Regions from separate parts of the Macaca mulatta genome. Here region 2 is linked to region 1. Evidence: chromatin contacts called from public Hi-C data. All regions are on one chromosome and are shown on one strand. The core of a region is the stretch at or near the end of the contact, and the rest is flanking DNA. Distances in the headings are between cores, read along the strand shown. Region 1 holds the start of ISCU (iron-sulfur cluster assembly enzyme). Region 2 holds the start of CORO1C (coronin 1C).

Region 1 (6,527 bases), core at 1,090-3,589:
AGTACACAATAAAGGTCTCTGGTTAATACTTTTTTCTTGGGCAGCAGATTATACTTAGTGGTTTCCTCCTGTTTTGTTTCTGTATTCCAAGATAGGTATGAAGATCTCTGGCAAGCTGCCCACTCACCATGAAGCAGCAGATTGGCGCTACAACAACAGTTTACCCAAAGCACTAGACACTATCTTCATGTTGCTCCCAATCTGGGGACAGGTTTAATTTACTGTGTTTCTTATCTCATTGGGGACTGCTAGCTCACTGGGATTTTCCTTTGATCAGTAAAATTTACAAAACTCTTTCGTTGGCTGAAGTTGGAATTTAAACTTATACAGTGAGTACAAAAATGAGATTACTTTTCTATTTCGGAAAAAGTCGGCATAGTACACTAGCCTAGCAGGAGAGCTACGATTGAGGCCCTGTTCCAATCATGTCTAACATGGACTCATCCCATCTCACAGGAATAAAGATGGAGACCGAGTGAAATGCTGTATGTGCAAGTGCTTTGTAAACTTAAAGGGATTATTGTTATCACTATTAAAGACTAGCCATACCTGTAATTTCATTACGTCACCACATGCTGGAGCCCCCACCAGTCCAGTTCCAACATTTTTAGATGTCTTGTCAAGGGACCCCACGTTTCTAGGATTTTCATAATGATCAACAACCTAAAATGAGAGGGTTAAGATAAATCGTGTTCACTCTCTATTGGTGCTGGTCTCTGGTATGGTGGCAAGCTCCTGGAAGTCAGCATCTTGAACCTGGCAGGCAATCACCAAATTTCACCTGAGTAGAAAGGTCTACACTCATGTCAGTGAGAACCATTTGTGACCCCCAATTCCTTTTGTGTCTCCTCTACAACTACTTCACAGATTAGCGACACCTAGAAGAAAAAAATATCAGTGAAATCATGTCTTAATTCCATAGGGTTTTTACAAAAATACTTGACTTTTACCCACCTACATCACCAGACTTGGGCTCAAACAGCAGTTTTGTTATTTTCAAATAAAAACTATCCTCAAAGGATGATTACTATTTAAAAATTCTAAAAATAACTATGGCCCAGGAAGGGAAAACTTTTAGAAGCCTTAAGGTGACTGTTACACAGAGAACAATGCTATGGAATGTGTACGTTTATGTGTCTTTCAAAATAAAAACAGTGCCATTACCGTATTTCAGAGCCTGTCATCACCCTGGTGCAGCAGCGCACCCTGGCTGCTGAAAGGCTGCTAGTCCAAGTTTCCTCGGGGTGTACCCTCAACGAAACACACCGCCGGGAGGGGGAGGAGTGAAGAAGCCCTTGGAGAAAGGGCAGAGGCCAGATCAGAATCAACATCTATTCGAACTGGCACACAGAAGGCCTTAATGTGGTTACTGGTTAGTAGTAAGCACCCCGATCTTCCAGTCCCCTTTTCCTCCCCATCTAAGGATTTTGACTCCAAGTAAAGGCCCCTATAGGATAGTATCTAACGGAGGGACTTTTTGTGCCACGTTGATTTATTCTGTTTCTAGAGTGGCAGTCTCACGTCTGGGGGACTTTGCGTCACCAGACAGCAAGGGGCTGCAAACTATGCATCTATCCCTCCTTCCCCGCCAAAAAAACCCCCAAAACAAAACAAAAACACTACGCATGTTGGTTACAAGTCTGACTCCCCTATGCACTCCTAAAGCAGTAACAAAAACGGTCTCCTCGTGCTGGGGCCTATGTGCCAGGAACCATGACAGGACTCCATGCACAGTATCCTTTGTAAGAGACAGCTGAGAGTCCTCATTTACACCTGGGGAAACAAGTTCAGAGAGGCGCAGTGACTAGCGCAAGGTCATCTGGCCAGGGCAGCAGCGTGGCTGAAGCCGGAGCCCGCTCCGGGGGTGTGTCTGTCAATGGACTGTAAAAGACAAGTCCCAACAGGACCCTGCCTCCTGGGCTGTTGGCGAATTTAAAGTTGGGACGCACGAAGTCGCGGCCAGCGGCGGGGCCCCCTGGAAGTCGCAGCCCGATAAGCGGTAACTGTTGTTTATCAGTTGCAGTGAGCCTCACTGCGTAGCAAGGGAAAGTGAGTCAGGGGAAAGACGTGGGAGGCGACAGCTAGTCCTGGCTGCGTAGAACCCCGCGGCCGCCGCTCCAGCCCAGGCCTCCCCCGAGTCGGCATTCCGCGTGTCCCCTCGTTTGTCCCTACCTTCTTGTGATAGAGTCGGGCCGGGGCCGATAGCTCCCGGGCGGGCAGGCGGGGGCTCCGGAGCAGCAGAGCCGACGCTGCCCGCCTCAGACGGCCAGCTCCAGCTGCCGCCATCTTGCCGGCTTGCGCCTGCGCCAGTCCAGAGCGATGCCGAGGGGCGGGGCGCGTCTGCGAGTCGGCGCCGAGCTGGGAGCGCGCCTCTCTGGCGTCACCGAGGCTTTGCGCCTGCGCCTTACCGTTCCGTGCAAGCCTCCGCCCTGTGGCCCCGCCTTGACCACGCCTCTCGGGGGCGGGCGGGGTCGGGAGCGGGAAGGTCTGAAGTCGCTAGAGGGCTTGTCCTGGGTGCTGGATTCTGGTTGAGAGAGGATCTCAGGCTTCTGCAGTGTGGGAATGCGGCGCAGAGGACCACTGAGTCCACTTTTCCTAACCCTATTTTGCAGCTAAGGAAGCTGAGATTCAGGGCAGTTTGGTCACTCCGTCCAAGGTCGCTTAGGGCTTAGGTTCAATTAGAATTCGAACTTGGGTAGTCCTGGGTTAGAATCCTGGTTCGGTTCCTTCCTGGCTGTGTGTCCCTAGACAAATGGTACCGGCTTGCTAAGTCTGAATCTTCCCTTTTGTATTAATTCGAGGACAATTCCTTCATCATGAAGCCAGCATCTGTGTCGAGTACCTACTATGTGTCAAGGCACTCTACTAGACCCGGGGATCCAACAGAAAGCAAAACAGACGTAATTCCTGCCTATTAAGCTTGCTAATGAGGGAGCAAGGTAGAGATAGAGACACACTCCAGTACTTGCCTACCTCAACAATGGGAAGCTTAAGAAGGAAACGAACACCATGTCCTGATTGAAAAAAAATGAGTATATGTCTATTTTTCTCTCTAAAACAACAGCAAATTCAATTTATATGTCGGTGCCTAGCAATTAAGAATTTCTAAAGAAATGCGTATTTACTGTTGGTTTGCAGTATGTGAGCTTATAAAACCGGAAAACTCAAGTGTATTTAACGCCTCCTAGGTACCAGATGTTTACATAAAGGGGAAGAATTTCTTTGGGAAATGGATTTTTCTCTTGAATGGTGAAATCGATCCTTCCCCGAGGACCTGCAGTTTTCTTTGCGTTTGAGGTGCAGTTGCTGGGGAGACTAAACCCAAGCGCCAGGTCACGCTAGGCGATAAGTAAGGTATTTTTTCTAAGAATCACTTTGACCTTCTCAAGATGGCGCCAAATTCTTTACTACAGACACCACGCTCGCTCCATGACTTCCTCTATGGCCTCCACTTCCTGCCCAAAGACCCAACTTCTGTCCGAAGTTGTGACGGAACGTATGCCATGATAATGAGTTTTTTCTCTGGTGGGAGTTTTTACAGGGGTATAAAATAAAATGAATTTAGTGTATTTGGAGATTTTCTCGTTATCTAAGGTTCCCAGTTTCCCTTTCAGTGTCAAGAAAACGGGCTTTTGATAAGGCGCGCGCCGCGGGCAGCTTCTGCCTCAGCGGGTCTTTGGCGGCCGCGGGAAGACCCGAGAGTCATTAGAAGCGCAAGATGGCGACTGCGGCCGCAACCTCGGCTTCAGAACCTGAGGCTGAGTCCAAGGCTGGGCCCAAGGCTGACGGAGAGGAGGATGAGGTTAAGGCGGCGAGGACAAGAAGGAAGGTGTTATCGCGGGCTGTGGCCGCTGCGACATACAAGACCGTGGGGCCAGGGTGGGATCAGCAGGAGGAAGGCGTGAGCGAGAGCGATGGGGATGAGTACGCCATGGCTTCCTCCGCGGAGAGCTCCCCCGGGGAGTACGAGTGGGAATATGACGAAGAGGAGGAGAAGAACCAGCTGGAGATTGAGAGACTGGAGGAGCAGGTGGGCCCGGGGGTGGGCAGCGGGCACCTTCCAGTCTTTCAGGTCCTCAGGTCCCCGTGTCCTGGCCCGCCTCCCTAGTCCTCGGCGGCCATAAAGCCGCCAAGGCTGCAAACCCCTTTTTCATGACCGTAGCTCCTGTCATTTGAGTGCTTACTGCGTGCCCGGTGCTTTGCAAATGTTATCCCATTGAATCCTCCTCACCACCCTGTGAAGGAAGCCCTGTTATCTATCCCCATTTTATTGGAGGAAACTGAGGTTCGTGGAGGAAAGTCTCTTGCTCAAGATAATACTTCCTGCAAGTCAGGCCTCGTACTTTGATCCCATTCCAGAACTCCCCCTCGTAGCCACACGTCCAACAGTAGAAATACACTCGTTCACAAGAGACTGTTACTTTGTTGTGTAGGAATGACGGCGGTGATGAAACTTGTGGTAGGAAAAATATTGACCGCGATGGTGATAATAGAAATGGAAAGGTTTGCTGGTTCTGGAGGTTAAGGCCTCAGTTCTAGCTGTTCCACCCTTGTATGTCCTTGTGAGAATTTCTTAATTTCTCTGATCCTCTCGGCTTCCTCATCTGCAGATTGGGAGCAACAATGTCTGCATAATATAATTGTTGTAACAGTATCTATAGTCCAGTGCCTAGCATCTAGTCATAACATGGTCTTTCGTTTGTAACCTTACGAGGTGGTGATATCTACTGTATAATCCAGGATCTCAGCAGGAAATAGGTGGCACATTTAGATTAGGATGATCTGAGAGAAAGTAAGGGTGTGGGTAGGGAAATCAGGAGTGAAGGTTTAGTATCCCATGGCTAGTAACTCCAGAACCTGGTGTCCATCTTTGGGCCTGAAGGGGTGAAGGGAATGATCTGAGTTGTGTAGAGAGGGCACCTGAGACCTGCTGATAACTTTGTTCAAGGGATGCAGCCCCAGTTTCCTGTCAAGGATTGGGGTGGGGGAAGAAATACCTTGACCTCCCTTTCTTCCTTCCACCAAACTTCCCCTGCTGGTGCCTTCTGCTGGGCAGACCCATCTGGAAGCTGAAGAGCCAGAAAACCTGTATATGGGGTCTATACTCGGGGACACAGGGCAGGGAGGAGAGGGTAGGGTGTGTTTGGAGGGGGCAAACAGAAGAGATGGAGCACATTCTCTTTTTTTTTTTTGAGACAAGAGTCTCGCCCCGTCATCCAGGCTGGAGTGCAGTGGCACCATCTCGTCTCACTGCAAACTCTGCCTCCCTGGTTGAAGCGATTCTTCTGCCTCAGCCTTCCCAGTAGCTGGGATCCAGGCATGCCCCATTGCGCCCGGCTAATTTCTGTATTTTTAGTAGAGATGGAGTTTCACCATGTTGGCCGGGCTTCTCTTGAATTCCTGACCTCAGGGGATCCACGCACCTTGGCCTCCCATAGTGCTGGGGTTACAGGCCTGAGCCACTACGCCCGGCCCACATTCTCTTTTTACAGATGAAGAAACAGAGGTTCAGAACAAATGATGAAATGATTTGCTTTAAGTCGTTCATAGTGGGATTTACACTGAAAATGTGGACTAGATGCCACACTGGATGTGAAATCACTCAGGGAATGTGAAGTTGCTAATCTAGGTTACTCATTAAACGTTGCTGAGTGTCAGTTTCCTTATAATACTCCCTCTGGCACTGATATTTTTGTTACATTATGAGATAGTGATGTCATCCATTGGTATAGCTTGTCCCACCCATTACATTTGATTGACAGAGGAACCAGTTGGGGTTGGCAGGTAGTTACCATTTCCACTTTTTATAAATAAGTGTACTGAAGCTAATTTAGTCTTATTCAGCAAGTACAGCGTGACACTGCGTACCAGATTGACTGTGTCCCTGCCCTTGTTGATATCATTTCTTCAGACTGCTAGTCCTGGGCCTTTCGATGAGCCTATTCTGTGACGTGGGGGAAAGAGAGGTTTGGGACCAGAGAGGTTAAGTCCTTGATGAGGGTACACAGCTTGCTAAGGAGCAAGAAAGGGGAGAGCAGAGGTCTCCTGGCCACTAGTACTCTGCAGTTGCCTGTCCTGCCACAAATCACCAAGGGTGGAATGGAGTTTAGAATGTGACCACACAGGATGGGACCTGGCAAGTGATGAATTGAAGACCCTCTGGCCTTATGCTCTCTGTCCTGGGGTCTAGAAATGGACTTTTCCAATTTCTCCAAGCCTCCCACCCACCTCACCTGGTCCCACAGCTGCTGCTTCCTGCCGTAGCTGCTCTTATGGTAGAGCATCATGATGAATCGCTTCCAAATAGGTCTGGGAGAAACTTGGCCTCGCCATATTTGAAAGTTCTGGTTCTCATACCTGAGTGTTTCTGAGAGAGCGTCTCACTCTTGCCCAGGCTGGAGTAGTGGCGTGATCATGGCTCACTGCAGCTGGGACCTCCCAGGCTCAAGTGATCCTCCCAGCTCATCCTTCAAAGTAGCTCGGACTACAGGCATGAGCCCCCACGCCTGGCTAATTAAAATTTATTT
Region 2 (5,599 bases), core at 174-2,673, 180 kb before region 1:
GAACCCTTCTAAGCCTATTACTATTATCCTGGTGTAAAAGTAATCGCGGTTTTTGCCATTCCTTTTAATGGCAAAAAGTAATGCCATGATCATGGCTGCTAATATGCTCTCATGGAACCCTGTGAGGGAGGGGCTGTTATTATCCCCATTTTACAGATAAAGAAACTGACCCTAAGAGAGAATTTGCTGTGATAGCTGTCTTAGTTCAGGTCGAGCCTGATTTAAATAACACACGTTTCTGAGGCCGACGCTTAAAATAAAAAAAATCCCCCTGTGAATGGCAAAGATGTCTTGTTTGGGAAACAAGTAGCCCTACCCCTCAGTCAATTCGGTTCCCCAGGCTCTGTTTTCTCAAATCTCGGTATTTCAGAGCTTAGTATTTCAGAAACGGATTTTGGCTATTAACAGGACAATTTCTTCATGCTAAAGATTAGGGAACTCTGGCCCAGAGAGGTAAGAGAACTATCCCAGGTCACACAGTCTGACGGCAGCAGAGCTGAGGCTCAAATTCCTGTGCTCCGACTTTCAGGCCCGGGCCGCCGAGTTATTAAGGGACTCCGGCCAGGGAAAGGAAGGGAGGAACCCTGAAGTTTCCATTCCCTCACCTGCGAAATGGGGTCAATCACGGGCCCTCTTTGGTGTTACGTGGGTGTGGCCCAGCCCAGGGGCGGACACCCTGCACTAGGAATGTGACAATGGACGGTTCAGGGAGGGCTGGAACTTCGGCAGTCCTCAGGGGAGGTGGTGGGAGTGTGTGACGGAGCCAGGGCGGAGCCTCGGGGGCCAGAGGCGTGGATTCGCGAATTCGGGGCGGGGCTTGAGGTTTAAACGTTGAGATCGGGCAGTGGGCGGGGCTTGAGATGCTAGGAATAGGGTTGCAGTCCTTGGGCGGGGCTTCTGGAAGACGGGGCGGGGCTTTGTGAGGCTGCTGGGCGAGTTCTGAAGCAGTGGGAGGGCAGCCGGGCTTAGGGAACCAGGAGGCTGCTTTAAGGACTTGGATAGGCAGTGCGCGGGGCTCAGAAGAGCTAATGTTCCTGTATTAAGGGATTCTGGGGGAATCTTTGAGGAGCTAGGGGACGTGGCCTCGCAGAGCCTAGCGGGTCAGTGAGCGGGGCTCTAACAACCCGGCTCCGGGGTCTAAGGAGCAGTGGGCGTGGCTCAGAGGCGCCTGTGGGCGTGGCCCTCTGGCCACTCAGATGACTGGAGAGCTGGGCGTGCGCTTGGGCACCGTCTGCATCCCTCGGCACGACCAGAGGGGGCGTAGCAAGGCGTGGAACGTGGGGTGGGAAGCGGGCTTCCCCTCCCGGAAATGGGCGTGGCGTGCCGCAGCCCGGCAGCCCTGGTTGGGCCCCGCGCGGTGCGGGGGCGGGGCCTACACGCGGTGGCGGGGGCGGGGGCGGCTGCCCGCGCCCCTCCCCCTCACAGCGCTCAGTGCCAGGCGGGAGGCGGCAGCGGTTGGAGGCTTCGCCCTGCTTTGCAGCAGGGACTTCGGCGGCGGCGCCTCAGGCACCTCGGCCCGGGTGAGCGGCGCGCGCCCGACGGGGCAGCCTGAGAGCGAGTCGGGCGGGCGGACCTGTCCTCTGAGCCTGTGCCTGCGCGGGCTGACAGGAGCCGGCGGGGCGAGGGGCAGGGCTGGGTGGAGGGGACAGGGCTGGGTGGGCGTGCGGGGCGCGGGTTCACGGGCTGGGGTGCAAGGGGTTAGGCTGGGGGCTGCTGTCGGGGGCTCGGGGAAACGGAGTTGGGGACCGAACCAGGTGGCGTGGGAAGCGTGAAGCAGGGTCCCTGTGGGGAGGAGGCTTTCGAGGTCCGGAACGCTCCTAGCCGGGTGCGGAGCCGCCGGCCGAGGTGGGACGCGGCTGCCCAGGGAAGGCTTTTAGGGGTCAGGGATCGCCTGCTCGGGAGAGGTGCTGGGAGGGAAGGGCTGCTCCGGGCGAGGCGCAGAGCCCTGGGGCTTCAGGCCTGGGGACTGGGTTTGGGCCGCCCCAGGGAGCGAGTGGGTGGGGGCGGGCAGGGGCTGGGCTCACGTGGGGCCAAGGCGAGCTGGGCCCTGCGTCGGGAGGGGCGAGGGTGGCCGCCTGGCCTGCGGGTTTCCTGGCTTTGGGTGCGAGGCCAGCTCTGGGCCCTGCAGATCTCGGTTGGGGGTCAGGCAGGGCGGGGCAGGGCTGGAGCTGGAGTAATGTGGGTGGGGGCGGCTTGGGTAGAGGCTGAGCCTGGCCAAGGGAGCAGAGGGCTGGGACTGGCTGGGGGTTGGGAGGGGAGGAACGAAGCCGGAAGACTGTCGTCCGAGTGAACTGGGTGATTCAGAGGTGTGTTCCCCTAATAGCGGGGCAGCTGGCGAGGGACGCAGTAAAAGGGAGCGAGGTGCAGGTGGGGCCCCGCTGCGCCGAAATGATTGAGGATGAGGTCAGACGTGGAGGGTGGGAATGCAGAAACCGAGCTCTCCCGCCTGTCCCCACCGGCGCACGCTCCCCAGCTCTCCGTCTCTCAAATGATTTGAATGTGTGGGGGGAAGTGGCAGGCTGCGGTGAGAGCCGAGAAGAAAGGGGCTTCCTCTTGGAGGGAGGCGCTGGCCCTGCCATCCTTTTTTGGGAGTGTTCAAAGAATTTTGAACGCTGGAAAAGGAATCGTAGGCTTTACTGCATCACGGTTTAGAAACACATCCTATATTTGGCCGTAATGTAGGCTGCCCTTGTTTTGTGGTGTCTGAAGTGCTTGCTCTAAATGTTGCAAACGTGGGATTCAGAGTGCGAAGCAAATTGCAAGTTGTTCATTTCCCCCGGCATAGTAAGATACAAAGGCTTTTCCCTCCTATAAGACATTTGAAAAGAATTGAATGTAGTGTGCGTTTAATAAACTGGTCTTGGGTGGCGAATATATTTACTCTTGGAAATAGTTATCACAAAATATTAGGCCCTCTTACCGCAGCCTTTCTGCCTGGAATTACATTCTAAAACAGTACTTGTAGGGCTCTTAGTCACTCTATATAATAATGCATCTCATTGTCCTTATCTGGCAGAACGTTCTCCTGACACCAGGGCCTGCTGGAATAGACAGAAACATGATTAAGTATAAGCAGTTGCTTTGTACCGTCTGTTCAGTTGTGAAGGCAAATAGATATCTGTTTAATATTAATTCACTTTCTGCATTCCCTGTAAAACTGAAGAAATGTGCAAAATCTATTTTGGACTTGGTTCTATACATTTCAGATGATTTAAGGAAACTAATATTTTTGGTTTGGAGGTATGTTTCACAGTCATAATGTTTGGCTATGAAGCATAATAGCAAACATTGGATCTGAGAAGTCGCGTAAATAAGTAGGGAAAAAAGTGAAATAAAACTGAGAATTGTGTTGTACCTTAGGTCTTGAAGTGCAGCGTTTTGTGGTGGAGGGTAGTCGTGTGTACTGAGGATCGAACAAAGATTTGGTATAAACGTCAGGAACACACGTTTTTGACAAATACAGAACCTATCTTGTCCATATTTATTTTGATTATTTGTGAAAGTTACATTAAAGCCTGATGAATTTTAATAGATACATATCGATGAAACATCACTGCACACAATATTGAATTTTTCGTGATCCTTTGTTACTTTGCCTGCAGATTGTGCTAATCAGCATTTATGTTTGTTTATGTATAGTTTAGGATTAGATTCAGTGTCAGTGAATAGCATTTTTTTAAACACTGTTGGGTTTTTTGATAAAAGTTTTATGTTTAACTTACTGTCACTTCTGGGATCCACTCCAGCCGTGAGGAGGAGAGTCACTCTAATGCCTATGAGATGGAATGTTCAAAAGGATAAATATCAATTCTTAGTTATATAAGTGGGTATGTCGACGAGTCTCTTCTTTATGATGGCAAAATACTAATTTCTCATTTTGATTTGTCACAAACTGGTACTTTAGAAACATACTATTAATTGGGCTGTTTTACCTTTGACCTCTTTTCAGGGGTGGAGCAATAATAAATTTGAGAGCTACTTGCATTTTCAAGGTACAAATCCATGTGATAAAACCTCTTAAGCTTGTTTTCCATTTATGACTTCTCTGTGTTACCGTCTCCTTGAATTATGAAAACTCTTTTCTGACACGTATACCTTTTTAAACTTAAGATACGTTTTCGGTATTAAAACGTAGAATTCTTCATGAATATTTCAGTATGACCTAGTACCTAGAATGTTAAGTAATAGAATCTCTCTGGGTTTTCTTTGCCCTAGTTCAGATCCTTTAAAGTGAGTGAACAAGATTCTGTATTCCTTTCTGAGCACTTTGTATTTCTAGAGTGCAGAATGGAACTTTTTTTGTTTTGTAACAGCTTCATTGAGACATACCGTACAGTTCACCCATTTAAAGTGTACAGTTCTGTGGTTTTTGGTATATTCACAGAGTTGTGCAGCTGTCACCACAATCAATTTTAGAACATTTTCATCACCCCCAAAAAGAAACCCCATACCCCTTAGAAGTCCTCCCTCACCAGTTCCTTCCCTCCCCAGCCCTGGGCAACCACTAATCTACTTTCTCTATGGATTTGCCTATTTTGGACGTTTCATATAAATGGAATCATACAATATGTAGTCTTTTGTGTCTTGCCCTTATTTAGCATATTTTCAAGGTTTAAATATGTGGTAGTATTTATTGTATAGTACTTCATTCTTTTTTTTAATGGTCAAATAATATTCCATTGTATGAATATGCCATGTTTTGTTTATCCATTCATCAGTTGATGAACATTTGGGTGTTTTCCCTTTTTGGCTATTATAAATAACGCTGTGAACATATATTTTCATTTCTCCTGAGTATTTACCTAGGAATGTAATCGATGGGTTGTATGGTAACTCTATATTTAACTATTGGAGGAACGGCCAGAATTCTCCAAAGCAGCTGTACCATTTTACAGTATTCACCAAGAGTGTATGAAGGTTCTAAATTCTCCACATTCTTGCCAACACTTGTTACTCTCTGACTTTTTGATTCTAGCCATCTATGTTTTGCTCGTGGCTAAGGATGTTGAGCGTCTTTTCATGTGATTAGTATATGTAATCTTTGGAGAAATGTCTATTCAAATGCCCGTTTTTTTAATAGGTTGTCTTTTTATTGGTGTTATAACAGTTCATGTATTCTAGATTCAAGTGCCTTATCAGCTGTATGATTTGCAAAAATTTTCTTGCATTCTGACATGTCTTTCATTTTCTTGATGGTGTCCCTTTTTAGGAACAAACATTTTAAATGTTGATGATTTCCAATTTATGCATAGTGGGGTCTTACTAGTTAGAAATTAGACCTTAAACCACACCCTCATCAATATTTTGGTTATGTAAATTAAAACCCAAAAATGTGAAAGGACTGGGGAAATGTTTGAATTAATTTATTTTAAGATATGCTGTAGATCAAAAAGAATTCATCAGGGAACATGCCATTCACCTGTTTAAATCCTCTGGCGACCTCACCTTTACCCACAGAATAAAGTTCAGACTTCTTAATGAGGTGTGGAGTAAGGTGGGCACGATTTCAGCCTGCTTTATGTCTCACTATTCCCTTTCCTGTGTCTTCATCTCCAGTGTCACTCCCTGAAACATCCCAGCTTTCAAATCTTGTGATGAA

What was found. Hi-C and Micro-C count contacts between places; a contact is called where the count stands out from the background.
Region 2: a Hi-C map of liver shows a contact between it and region 1, with 2.8 times the contacts expected there. The contact joins the promoter of CORO1C here to the promoter of ISCU in region 1. A contact is called at or near these places in 2 of 14 Hi-C or Micro-C datasets (fetal cortex germinal zone and liver).

The regions. Positions count from the first base shown.
Region 1 is chr11:115,686,847-115,693,373 of T2T-MMU8v2.0, reverse strand. ISCU (iron-sulfur cluster assembly enzyme) reads right to left here and starts at 2,339. Exons shown (of 5, transcript NM_001261474.1): 1 at 2,173-2,339; 2 at 550-663. The coding sequence starts at 2,286. It overlaps SART3 (spliceosome associated factor 3, U4/U6 recycling protein), which reads left to right and starts at 3,708. Exons shown (of 19, transcript NM_001257555.1): 1 at 3,708-4,030. The coding sequence starts at 3,719. LOC144333019 (a long non-coding RNA gene) reads right to left here. Exons shown (of 2, transcript XR_013401325.1): 2 at 3,705-5,337.
Region 2 is chr11:115,864,779-115,870,377 of T2T-MMU8v2.0, reverse strand. CORO1C (coronin 1C) reads left to right here and starts at 1,423. Exons shown (of 11, transcript NM_001265934.1): 1 at 1,423-1,520. It overlaps LOC144333026 (a long non-coding RNA gene), which reads right to left. Exons shown (of 2, transcript XR_013401332.1): 2 at 3,744-5,599.